Linked DNA regions of Mus musculus: regions 2 and 3 are each linked to region 1. The links are chromatin contacts, called in public ChIA-PET and HiChIP or PLAC-seq maps. All regions are on one chromosome and are shown on one strand. The core of a region is the stretch at or near the end of the contact, and the rest is flanking DNA. Distances in the headings are between cores, read along the strand shown. Region 1 overlaps Abr (active BCR-related gene). Region 2 overlaps Nxn (nucleoredoxin). Region 3 overlaps Gm46288 (a long non-coding RNA gene).

Region 1 (3,158 bases), core at 390-2,889:
GGGCTTGTGTTCTGTATCTGTGAGGGCTGAGTAGAGGCAGCCCCCATATCAATCACCTCAGACTTCTGTGGACAGGGAAAGATCACCAGGGGAAGCAGCTGGGTCCCCAACTACCAGAACTATAGCATTCTGGGAAACAATGCCTCATGATTTCCTCTTCCTAAAACAGCAGTAATGAGAACAGCAACAGCAGCAGGCATTTTCAGGCATCAACTCACTCCTGCAACCATCCAGGTGGCTACTGGTACCCCTCTTCACGGAGAAGGAAGCTGAGAACAGGAGGGTAAGCTGTCACAGGACCACCTATGGCAAAGCCAGGATTCAAACCCAGCTGTGACGAGCTCTGGTTGTGCTTGTCCCTACAACACTTGTGGCCTTGAAAACATGGCTGTCAGGATACAGGTATCACCTTCAACATTCAAGTTCTCTCCAGCCCCAAAAAAGTTCATAATGTGTCTATCAATCCACTCATTTGTTCATCTAGCAGTGGAGTCCATTAGTTCTGGGAGTCTAATGAGAAGAAAATACAAACTGTTCCAGAGTTTACACTGGTGGGCACAGTAAAGATGGGAAAGACAGGTGCATTTTAAATAAGTGTTCATGAGGGACAAACATGGGGCCTGGAAAGGCTTTTCTGAGGTCATTCCAACTTGGGCACTGATGGAGAGAAGCCAGGTAAATGGGGAAGACCATTTACGGTCTACAGAGGTCAGGAAGTGTTTTGGTCTAAGCAGGCTCAGGCAGAGCTAAGGGGGAGGGTGTCATGGAAGCCTTAGCAACAAGAGGACTTCTGTGAACATCCTCCAACATTAAACCTGTGCTCTTCTCCTGTGAACAGCAGCAGGTAACACCGGCTGATACTCTCTACTCTGGAACCAACTGTTAGTTAGGACCATATCCAGCCAACTGCTTCACTTTGTAAAGGCAGCACTGGGATGCAACAGCCTTCCAAGGTCTCAGGTAAGCGTCATCCTCCTGCAGCCTCCTCACACACTTCTCTGTCCATGGAGTGACAGAGGGACCTGCGTCCTGGCAGAGGAAGCTCCATTCCAGTGCTCAAAGGACTCCCATGCAGACAAAGCCAGCATTCCCCAGGAACATTCACACACAGGACCTGGCTCTGCCGCTCTCTCTAGAAGCACTTTCAAGGCTCCACTAGGATGGGGGCTGGGGTTGAGGATCCAAGTCCAATTGCCCTAAAGAACCCAGGTCCAGACCGGCCTCCAAGGGCTTGGAGGTGACCCAGGCCTCAAGAGGGCTAGAGTGACCAGTTCTAACACCAGTCTGCCATAGAGACATGCCCTCATGGGAGACTCACCAGTTTCTGGAAAAGATGGCCCATGGTGACCTGGCTGTCCCACTGCTGCACCTTGGGGCAGAGGTTGTCGTAGAACTCCTTGTGGATCTCGTAGATGTCCTGGATCTTGTAGAAGATGGTCTCAATCTGTTGGATGGTGAGCACAGGCTGGGAGGTGGTGGCTGTGGCCTTCAGGGGTTTCATGGGCTGAAGAGGAAGAGGAACAAAGTACAAAGGTGGTGATGAATGAACCAGAGCGTTCGTTGGCAGGTCCTGGGCAGATTGTGACACTGATTACATGCAGCGCCGCCCAAGTTCTGCCTAGGCAGGGCCGCTGAAGTCAGAGCACCTGAAACACGATTTCTCAGAGCTGCTGTCACAGGTCCCAACAAGCCACATGCAGAGAGAGGGAACCTGGCAGCAGCGATCTGACATAGTAGCCACAGCACTTCCCTTCCCCAACACAACCTTAGCTCACAACCCCTGGCTCGTTTGTGTGTGTTCACTGGTCCATTGAGCAGGTTCCTAGTCTCTTCCACAATGGCCTCAGGCCCCAGTCATAAGCCTCCTTGTCATGCTTCAGTGGGACAGTGTTACCTGGGAGGCCAGCTCCTTGGCTGTTTCCTTTTGAGAAACAGAAGGCAGTTCTAGTACTCAGGAGGTAAAACCAAAGAGAGATTCAACACTAGCTCAAGCCAGATCTGTACTGGAAGCACTCCAGAGGCTGAGGCAGGAGGATTGCAGGCCAGCCTGGGCAACACAGTGAGAGCCAGTCTCAAAAAAGAAACCAATGTTAGCTCAGAGAGGAACGGGTACATACATGCCACCCTCCTACTTTCCACATCCGTGGCAGACATGCAGACATTACTAAGCGAGCGTGATGATCTTTCCCACTGAGTGTGGTTTTGGTCACAAGACTCTTTCTCAATGCCTGTTGACATGAAAATGAAAGCAGCTAGTCATCCTTGCTCATCTATACCAAGATCACCAGCACCCTCAGTGGAAGGGGCAGTGACTGTCCCTGGCAGTGACTGGGCAATGGCCCAGCAAGAGACAGGGTGTAGAAATATGGACAGGGAAGGCACACATAGGCAAGGGAGAACAGCCTACAACCTTAAGGCAGTATGGAAAGGGTTTCCCTGCAGACCTGGGAGCAGTGGGAGACGACAGAGTCAGCATGGACTCACCAGAGCTGTCAGCGACACACAGGATGAGGCTGTGGGCCGACTAAGGAGAGAAGCATTCCAGGAGAGAGTGTGAGAGTTAACAGCTGAGGTGCTGGGCCGTGAGATCACCTACACCGAGGGAAGCAGAGCTACCAATGGCTCCTTCAGTGCTATGACAGCCAACCTGGGTTCATCACAGAGGCCAGCCTTCCATCCTAACTGTACTCCATCTTCCTGATGACAGTGGCTAAGCCCAAGTCTCATATATCCAGACAATGTCCAACTGTTGACTTTCTTTGTCCTCTACATTCTACAAAGTCCGGAAACAAGACAAAGCCAGGCCCAAGAAGACCCACTGACCCTCCTGGCACTAGAACCAAGTAACCTTTAGTAACAGGTTCTTGCTAAAAAACAGGATGGGATTCAATCTTGGTCAGGGCAGGCAGTATGGGCTGCAGCCAGAGTCTGCCATTTACTAGTTGGAAGCAAGTCACTCCCCATTTCTGGGTGTATCATCTCTTTACTAGCAGGCTCATGTGTGGGACTGAAGTGGTATTACCTTCTCAAAAGAACCAATAGGAAGAGTGAATCTCAAAAGTCACACATTACATAGAATATCTAGGGGTTGGAGATGACTCAGTGGTTAAGACTGCTTCCTGCTCTTGCAAAGGACATGGGATCAGTCCTTAGCACCC
Region 2 (3,158 bases), core at 468-2,967, 220 kb before region 1:
CAGGAGGCCTGGACCAAGCCAAGAGCTCCAGTGCCTCCCCCTGAGCAAACCAGAGAGATGAATTTTAATGTTCTCAAAGGCTTTCAGATTAACCAGTGCTTGTCCCAAGCGACAGGACTGGGAAAGGACAACAAGAATTAAAGAACTCTCCCAGCCCTCGGCCACACTGATGGGAGCTCAGTTAATCAATGTCCACGTCCCACCTCCCTGTCTCCCTTCCCTTCTCCCCCAGGCCAGGTTATCTTGCTTCTGAGCGGAAGAACAGAGGGCTGGATCGAGTCAGTTGCCAAAGACTGACTGGTATCTCAGTGGAGCAATGGATGATGACATGGGGGACTCTGCCTAGCTTTCTGACACATGGGCAGCAGCCCCAAGTCTGTCTGTCCTTCTAGGCATGAACTGGTCCATTTGTCAGAAAAGGATGAGCCCTGTCACTGGAGTCACAGTAACCCCATCAGTTCCTTCTCTGCTACCTACTTTGTGGCCTTGGCAAGGGACATCAGTGGAGCCCAGATCCCATCCCTAACACCTAGGATGCTAAGAGAGGAAACCAGCCCCCGGTGCTCCCAGCCCTCCTCCCTGCTAAAGCCTATGTCCCTCATCTAGGAAACAGGATAATGAGTATTGTTCCCCGTGAGAGGGTGAAGAACAAAGGAGACCAGCAGGTGAAGTTCCTGGCAAGGCGCCTAGGGGACAGAGAACTTGCAAAGGCTTTTCAGCTGTGCTCCTGAATCCCCGCCTTGCCCCCGGCCTGGCCTTTCTCTTCTGCACCCATCTTTCTTAGGAGCTATTCTCCAGGGGTTAGAGTTTAATACATGCAGAGCTGCCTTGTTATGCTTTGTGTGGGGCGGCTGGGACCCCCCCAACTCTCCCCTGCAGGAGCCTGTGAACCCTCTTTGTTCCCCTCCACCCCAGAGCTGGGCAGGGCAACTGGGGCTGCCTGCAAGGGGCCCAGCAGGGCAGCCAGGGGTGGTTACTGAGGAGATGAATGGGTGGCTTAGGGTGTCTGTCTGGCCTCTCTTGTTTGTCTTCCTGTCCTTCTCTTGGGATCCAGTGTACAGGCTCTGACCAACTGGAGGTTCTGACCTGGGCAGGAAAAGCTGGAGGGTGGCCTCATAGAGTCTGTTGATGTGAGCCTCAGAGGGGTGCTGGGGTGGGGTAGAGAGGCAATGAGCATGTGCAGAAGGAGCCAGGAGAGCGCCTGCGCAGCCAATCACGGCCATCTTGCAGAATGCAGGTGCCTGTAGGATGCAGCCTCCCAGGCTTTCAGGGTGGCCGGGCACCTGCCATCATCTGACCCTGGGGATGTCCCCTGCTCAGTCTGGCACAGTGAGGGCTCAAGAACTAGGCCTTGAGAGCAACAGATGGGGGACAGCAGCAATTTCCAACCTCCCCAAGTGTCTTCAGCTGTGTTTTAAGTCGGGATCCCTGTGATGGCTAAGCCCGTGTTGCAGGCTGGCACAGTGGGATTAGCCAGGCTGGTACTATCTATGCAAAGCAGGGGCTGGTTCTGATCCAGCAGCACGGATGGGAGCAAGGATGTCTGTGCTGCTCTCAGCCGTGCGGGGGGTGGGGGGACGACACAGATCCGCTAGGGTTTCCTAAAGTTCTGAGGGCTGCTGAGTGAGAAGGAAGGGCGGGGGATACAGCAGGGATAGGAAGTGGTTTCTGATGACTAAGGGCACACCTTTTCCTCTTACATCTGCGTGTGGCACAATCAGCTCAGACCCAGAGGTCCCTTCAGACCTCCAGAAGCCAAGATCACTCATATCCTGCATGTACCCAGGACGCCAGGCCTGTCCTCCGCACTCACCTCCCCGGCCACAAAGAACAACAGCGGCGCCTCCTCTTCTTTGGCTTTGTACTTGGCAATGATCTTCTCAGCTATTGGCTGGATCAGCTGTTTGGCTGCCTCGGACTCTCCGTCGTCCTCAGAGTCTGTGACAGGGGAACAGAAAAAGAAGGACAAGCAACTCTAAATTGTCAAATCTCAGTGACCAGAGATGGGCCTGAGACACACTGGGCTCACTAGACACAAACAGCTCAGTGAGCAGTTCGAACCCTACCCACCAGCATGCAGCGCCTGCCATGAGGTTCTTCACAAACCTATACAGGGTTTGTATAGGTTGCTGCTCCCATGCCTACACCTGAGCCCCTAGGAGTGTTCTCCCAGTCACAGAGCCGAGGACTGTGGTCCCCTCTGCAGCTCTGGTGGTGATGGGACTCCACACCTGCTCCAAAGCTACCTGGTAGGCAGACCTGCTTGGGACGACCTGCAGGAGAACATGAGGAATGGCCACATGAGGCTGAGGCTGCTGAAGCCTGTGGTGGGAGTCAGCATAGCATCCTCACGAGGCACACAGAGGATACAGGAGTCTACCCACAGGTGTCATACTGCCCAAGAGGCTCATGGTGACCAGACACGATCTCTGGGGACACCTTCATCTAATTTACTATCCAACTTGTCCTGCTTCTCAGGGACTTGGTTTCCACATTTCTGGAGAAAGCCAAAATGTCCCGAATTGTCCCCAGGTTCAGAGCTCTTTCCAAACAGGGCCCAGGATGTGGGTGTGAGGACCTGCAACAGGCAAGACAACCCCACAGGAAAAAAAAATTCAAGACTGCTTCTCTGTGACAGGCCTTCCTACCTAAGACTGGCCCAGTCTGCTTATCAGCTCTGATGCTAGGGTCCCGAAACCAGACCCCAGAGAATGTAGCAAGGTGCTGAGGGTACTCCCCAGGCCTCCTTGGCCATGGGTGGTGAAAGCATCCTGAGTCATGCCACAGTCTGCAGGGATACTTTCCTATCTTTCTACTTAGCCACGAGACATAGCTTCTGAGGGTGAAGGAGCGGGGTTCCACCTGGTAGAGCCGGGCCAGCTCTAGTGGCTCCCCGGAATTGCTCATTAGAGCATAGGAAAGTGGCAGCAGGCCTGGATGAGCCTTAGCCCGAGGGGGCCCCACCCCCTACAGCTGCTATGCAAGCAACACCCTCCCCATCTCCCTTCCCAACAAAGGGTCTGTTCATGGGGGGCTGGGGCCATCTTCCTGCCTGACCTGTTGCCCAGCTGGCAGCAGGAGCAGTAGCTGCTCCAGACCACCGCCTGCAGGGGGATAGCCATGAATAAATCATTGGGGTCAAAAGCAAGGCTGCTAGG
Region 3 (3,158 bases), core at 343-2,842, 170 kb after region 1:
GCTGCTGGGCTCTCACAGATGGTCTAATGTGTCGTCCTGTAGCGGAGAGCGTCTAAAAACCGGCGGTGACGCGCCCTCTGCTGGACTAAGGCCGTTCTGCAACCAGCGGACTCTGTAAAGCTAGGTTGGACAGCGACAGGAAGGAAGCTCAAATCCAAACAGCATCGTCATATTATCCCTGCTGGTTCCTCCCAAAGACCAACTCAAACTCCCCAAAGGCTTACGTCTACATAGACAGATCCAGTATCTCGCTCCCCTAACCACCCGCAACTTCCCTACCGCCCAAGAACACAAACTTATAAGGAATGAATGATGGGTTAAAACTCCTCACTGTACTGGCCAAAATCATGATCTCCTTTAGTTTCTCAGTACCAGTATTGGACGCGCTCTTTGGAAAATACTGAACTAACTGGTTTGAGGAGCAGTCAGTAGTATTTATGAATATTCGTAAGGCTCTGGGTTCCATCCCCAACACCAAAGAGAGAGAGAGAGAGAGAGAGAGAGAGAGAGAGAGAGAGAGAGAGAATCTGCGTGACTTTATATAGACTTTGTAAGTGCTGGGGATGGAACTTGGGGACTCACAAGGCAAATGTTCTAATGCTAAGCCATAGCCAAGCATGATTATCTTTTCCTTGATTTATTATTTTGGGCGTTGGGGGTGGAACCCAGGGCCTTCAGCATGCTGAGAGTTGCTGTACTGCTGAGCTAGACCTCGGCCCTTTCACCCCCATTTTCTGCAGTAATGAGAAATGGATAATGATGCAGACAGCTGCAACGGCAAGGTCCATATCTTACTTATTGGCATCTCTGTTCCCAGGATTTTCTTAAAAGGTTTTAACGCCCGCCCCCCCCCCCCACTAATCTCTTCTAAACAGTGGTAATTATAAATCCCCAACAAAAACCCAGAGGCTTGTGTGCCTCTCTCAGGCTTTTCATTTTAATAGATCCACTAATTAAAAGGTATAATTTAACAAATAATGACCTAATCATCTCACTCTGAAATCAGACGGAAACCCACTACTAAAATGTTGGACTGGGTAGCGATAATGGATCCGGGCTCAATTCAGCCCCCTGCTGGGTCCAGCCTGGCCCTCTTCCAGCTGCCTTTGATTAGCTGCAATGGTTTTCCAAGCCATTTAGAGCACACCCACTAGAGAGAGGAGAAGTGAGCAATTTAAGGGGCTAAGTGGTTTTTTGGACCCACTCCCACTGCTGACAGCACAAGACAGAATGCTTACCCCTTCCTCACCCTTAGTCACCGTCACTTGGTCAATCCCGTTTTCTCCCCTTCCTTCTCTGCCCCCTGCGGGGAGAACGCTGCTTGAGCAGTGGGAAGCAGGAAGGGGTTGTGGCAAGGAAGAATAGCCACGAAACCAGGTGATGCCCCTCGTATCCAACATCGGAAGTGGTTAATGAAACAACAATAAGTCAGGAAGGCAAGATTGCTTCCCACCTACCCCACCCCCTCCGTTCGCTGGGAATAGGGCATCTGTGCCAGGTTAAAAATAGCCTTGTGTTCTGAAACCTCCCCCGCTGCCCGAGCTCACGCCAGTCTCCTGTGCCACCCAGGGCTCAGAAGGAACTCATTCTGCATGGCAGGAGAGCCTCAAAGGCTGGCCCCTTTCTGGAGTCCTAAGGAGACTGGGGACTTTGAAGACAGCAGGGAGTGGCAAAGGCTCCCTCGTGCGGCTGAGGCAGGAACTGCTAGATGAGACCCAGGAGGATACAAGGCCTTGTAGGGCTTGTAGGGTTTTGGGAGCAGTGTGCCTGCTCGAGGAAGCAGTTTCCAAGTCTTGCTCCGTTGTTCTGGTTTCCTTTCTGATCTTGTGATAAAACTCTCTGACCAAAAGCAACCTAAGGGCTTATTTCATCTTACATATATATGCAAGTCACAAGTCCTTCGTTGAGGGAAGTCAAGGCAGGAACCTGAAGTGGGGACTGTTTGCTAGTCCATGAAATACTACCTCTGACAAGGATATGAACTCATGGCCCAAGAAAGTACAGCAGGAGCCATGACAGATGCTACTTCCTAATTGGCCGACATGTGGTCTCATGCCTAGTTAGCTTTTATATATATATATATATATATATATATATATATATATATATATATATATATATAAAACCACCTGCCTAGGGCTGGTGCTGCCCACAGTGGGCTGGGCCCTCCTGCATTGATTAATAATAAAACATTCTCCCACCATCAGATCTAGACAGTTCCTCAGCTGAGGCTCCCCTCTTAAATGACTCTGTGTCAAGTCATGACTGTGTCAAGATGACAGTGGAAGCCAACTAGGACAGTTGTATTCCTATCCCCATGAGCATAGCTTGAAAAGCTACCTCCATTCATTTGTGGGGTTCAAGAAGGACACTAGCCTATCGGGTGGTGGACCACACCTTTAATCCCAGCATTCCTGAGAGGTGGCTTAGTGGATCTCAGAGTCCTCCTCCTTGCAAAGCTGTTAGTTTCTGAGGGGCCACAGCCAGTCTCCCTTCACTCTGTTGTGTGTCTGCTCTGTGGCTGTGAAGATAGTGGTCCTGAGACCCAGGCCTGTATTAGATTTTCATCATTGTAGTAAAACACCTGAGATGGGCTTGCTTTATAAAGGAAAGAGGTTTATAGGGCTGGGGAGATGGCTCAGTGATGAAGAGTTTTGCTGATCTTATAGAAGACGTGAGTTTAGTTCCCAGGACACACACTAGCAGGCTCACAATTGCTGTAACCCCACCTCCAGGGGACCCGATGCCTTCTTCTGGCTTCCAGGAGCATCAGCACACTGTGGCACACATCCACACACATCCATATACATAAATAAAAATCGATTTTAAAAATAGAGAAAAGAAGTTTACAGGCCTAGCAATGCTGACACCTTGGGGAAGGGCAGGCTCAGGAGACAGAGGCCAGTGTAGGGCTGCATGAGTCTCTCTGTCTTGGAAAGTCAAAACTAGGGCTGATAAGATGGCTTCATGGTAAAACATGCTTGCCTCTTGTAGTTGTTTCAATATGTTTGGCCCAGGAAGTGGCACCATTGGGAGATGTGGCCTTGTTGGAGGACATGTGTCACTATGGAGGAAGAACTCTGAGGTAATATATATGCTCAAGCTCTGCCCAGTGTGAGACACAGTAGTCCTCTCCTTGTAGAGCACTCAGCTCCTTC

What was found. ChIA-PET counts read pairs in DNA pulled down with a chosen protein or histone mark. HiChIP or PLAC-seq counts read pairs in DNA pulled down with a chosen protein or histone mark.
Region 2: an RNA polymerase II ChIA-PET map of memory CD8 T cells shows a contact between it and region 1, with 178 read pairs. The contact joins two enhancer-like sites. A contact is called at or near these places in 5 of 115 datasets of contacts at active chromatin or transcription factors (embryonic midbrain, embryonic stem cells, memory CD8 T cells and 1 more) and 1 of 9 other capture datasets (liver).
Region 3: a contact with region 1 is called in a FOXA1 HiChIP or PLAC-seq map of pancreatic cancer cells. The contact joins two enhancer-like sites. A contact is called at or near these places in 2 of 15 datasets of contacts at CTCF or cohesin (the NIH/3T3 cell line and large pre-B cells), 6 of 484 Hi-C or Micro-C datasets (LSK cells, bone marrow-derived macrophages, cortical neurons and 2 more), 14 of 115 datasets of contacts at active chromatin or transcription factors (the HPC-7 cell line, bone marrow-derived dendritic cells, bone marrow-derived macrophages and 10 more) and 2 of 9 other capture datasets (macrophages and pancreatic islet).

The regions. Positions count from the first base shown.
Region 1 is chr11:76,477,677-76,480,834 of GRCm38.p6, forward strand. Abr (active BCR-related gene) reads right to left here. Exons shown (of 23, transcript NM_198895.2): 4 at 1,319-1,504. Among named protein-coding and RNA genes, the nearest start is that of Timm22, 72 kb to the left of the region's middle. Within about 2 kb of position 1,640, at least 150 of the 459 cell types and tissues checked have an H3K27ac peak or open chromatin away from gene starts, as enhancers often do. A contact at or near this core is called in bone marrow-derived macrophages, memory CD8 T cells and pancreatic cancer cells, where this site is marked.
Region 2 is chr11:76,259,729-76,262,886 of GRCm38.p6, forward strand. It overlaps Nxn (nucleoredoxin), which reads right to left. Exons shown (of 8, transcript NM_008750.5): 7 at 1,814-1,938. Among named protein-coding and RNA genes, the nearest start is that of Mrm3, 18 kb to the left of the region's middle. Within about 2 kb of position 1,718, at least 88 of the 459 cell types and tissues checked have an H3K27ac peak or open chromatin away from gene starts, as enhancers often do. A contact at or near this core is called in memory CD8 T cells and pancreatic cancer cells, where this site is marked.
Region 3 is chr11:76,646,094-76,649,251 of GRCm38.p6, forward strand. All of the region lies in intron 1 of Gm46288 (a long non-coding RNA gene), which reads left to right. Among named protein-coding and RNA genes, the nearest start is that of Gm46288, 21 kb to the left of the region's middle. Within about 2 kb of position 1,593, at least 51 of the 459 cell types and tissues checked have an H3K27ac peak or open chromatin away from gene starts, as enhancers often do. A contact at or near this core is called in bone marrow-derived macrophages and pancreatic cancer cells, where this site is marked.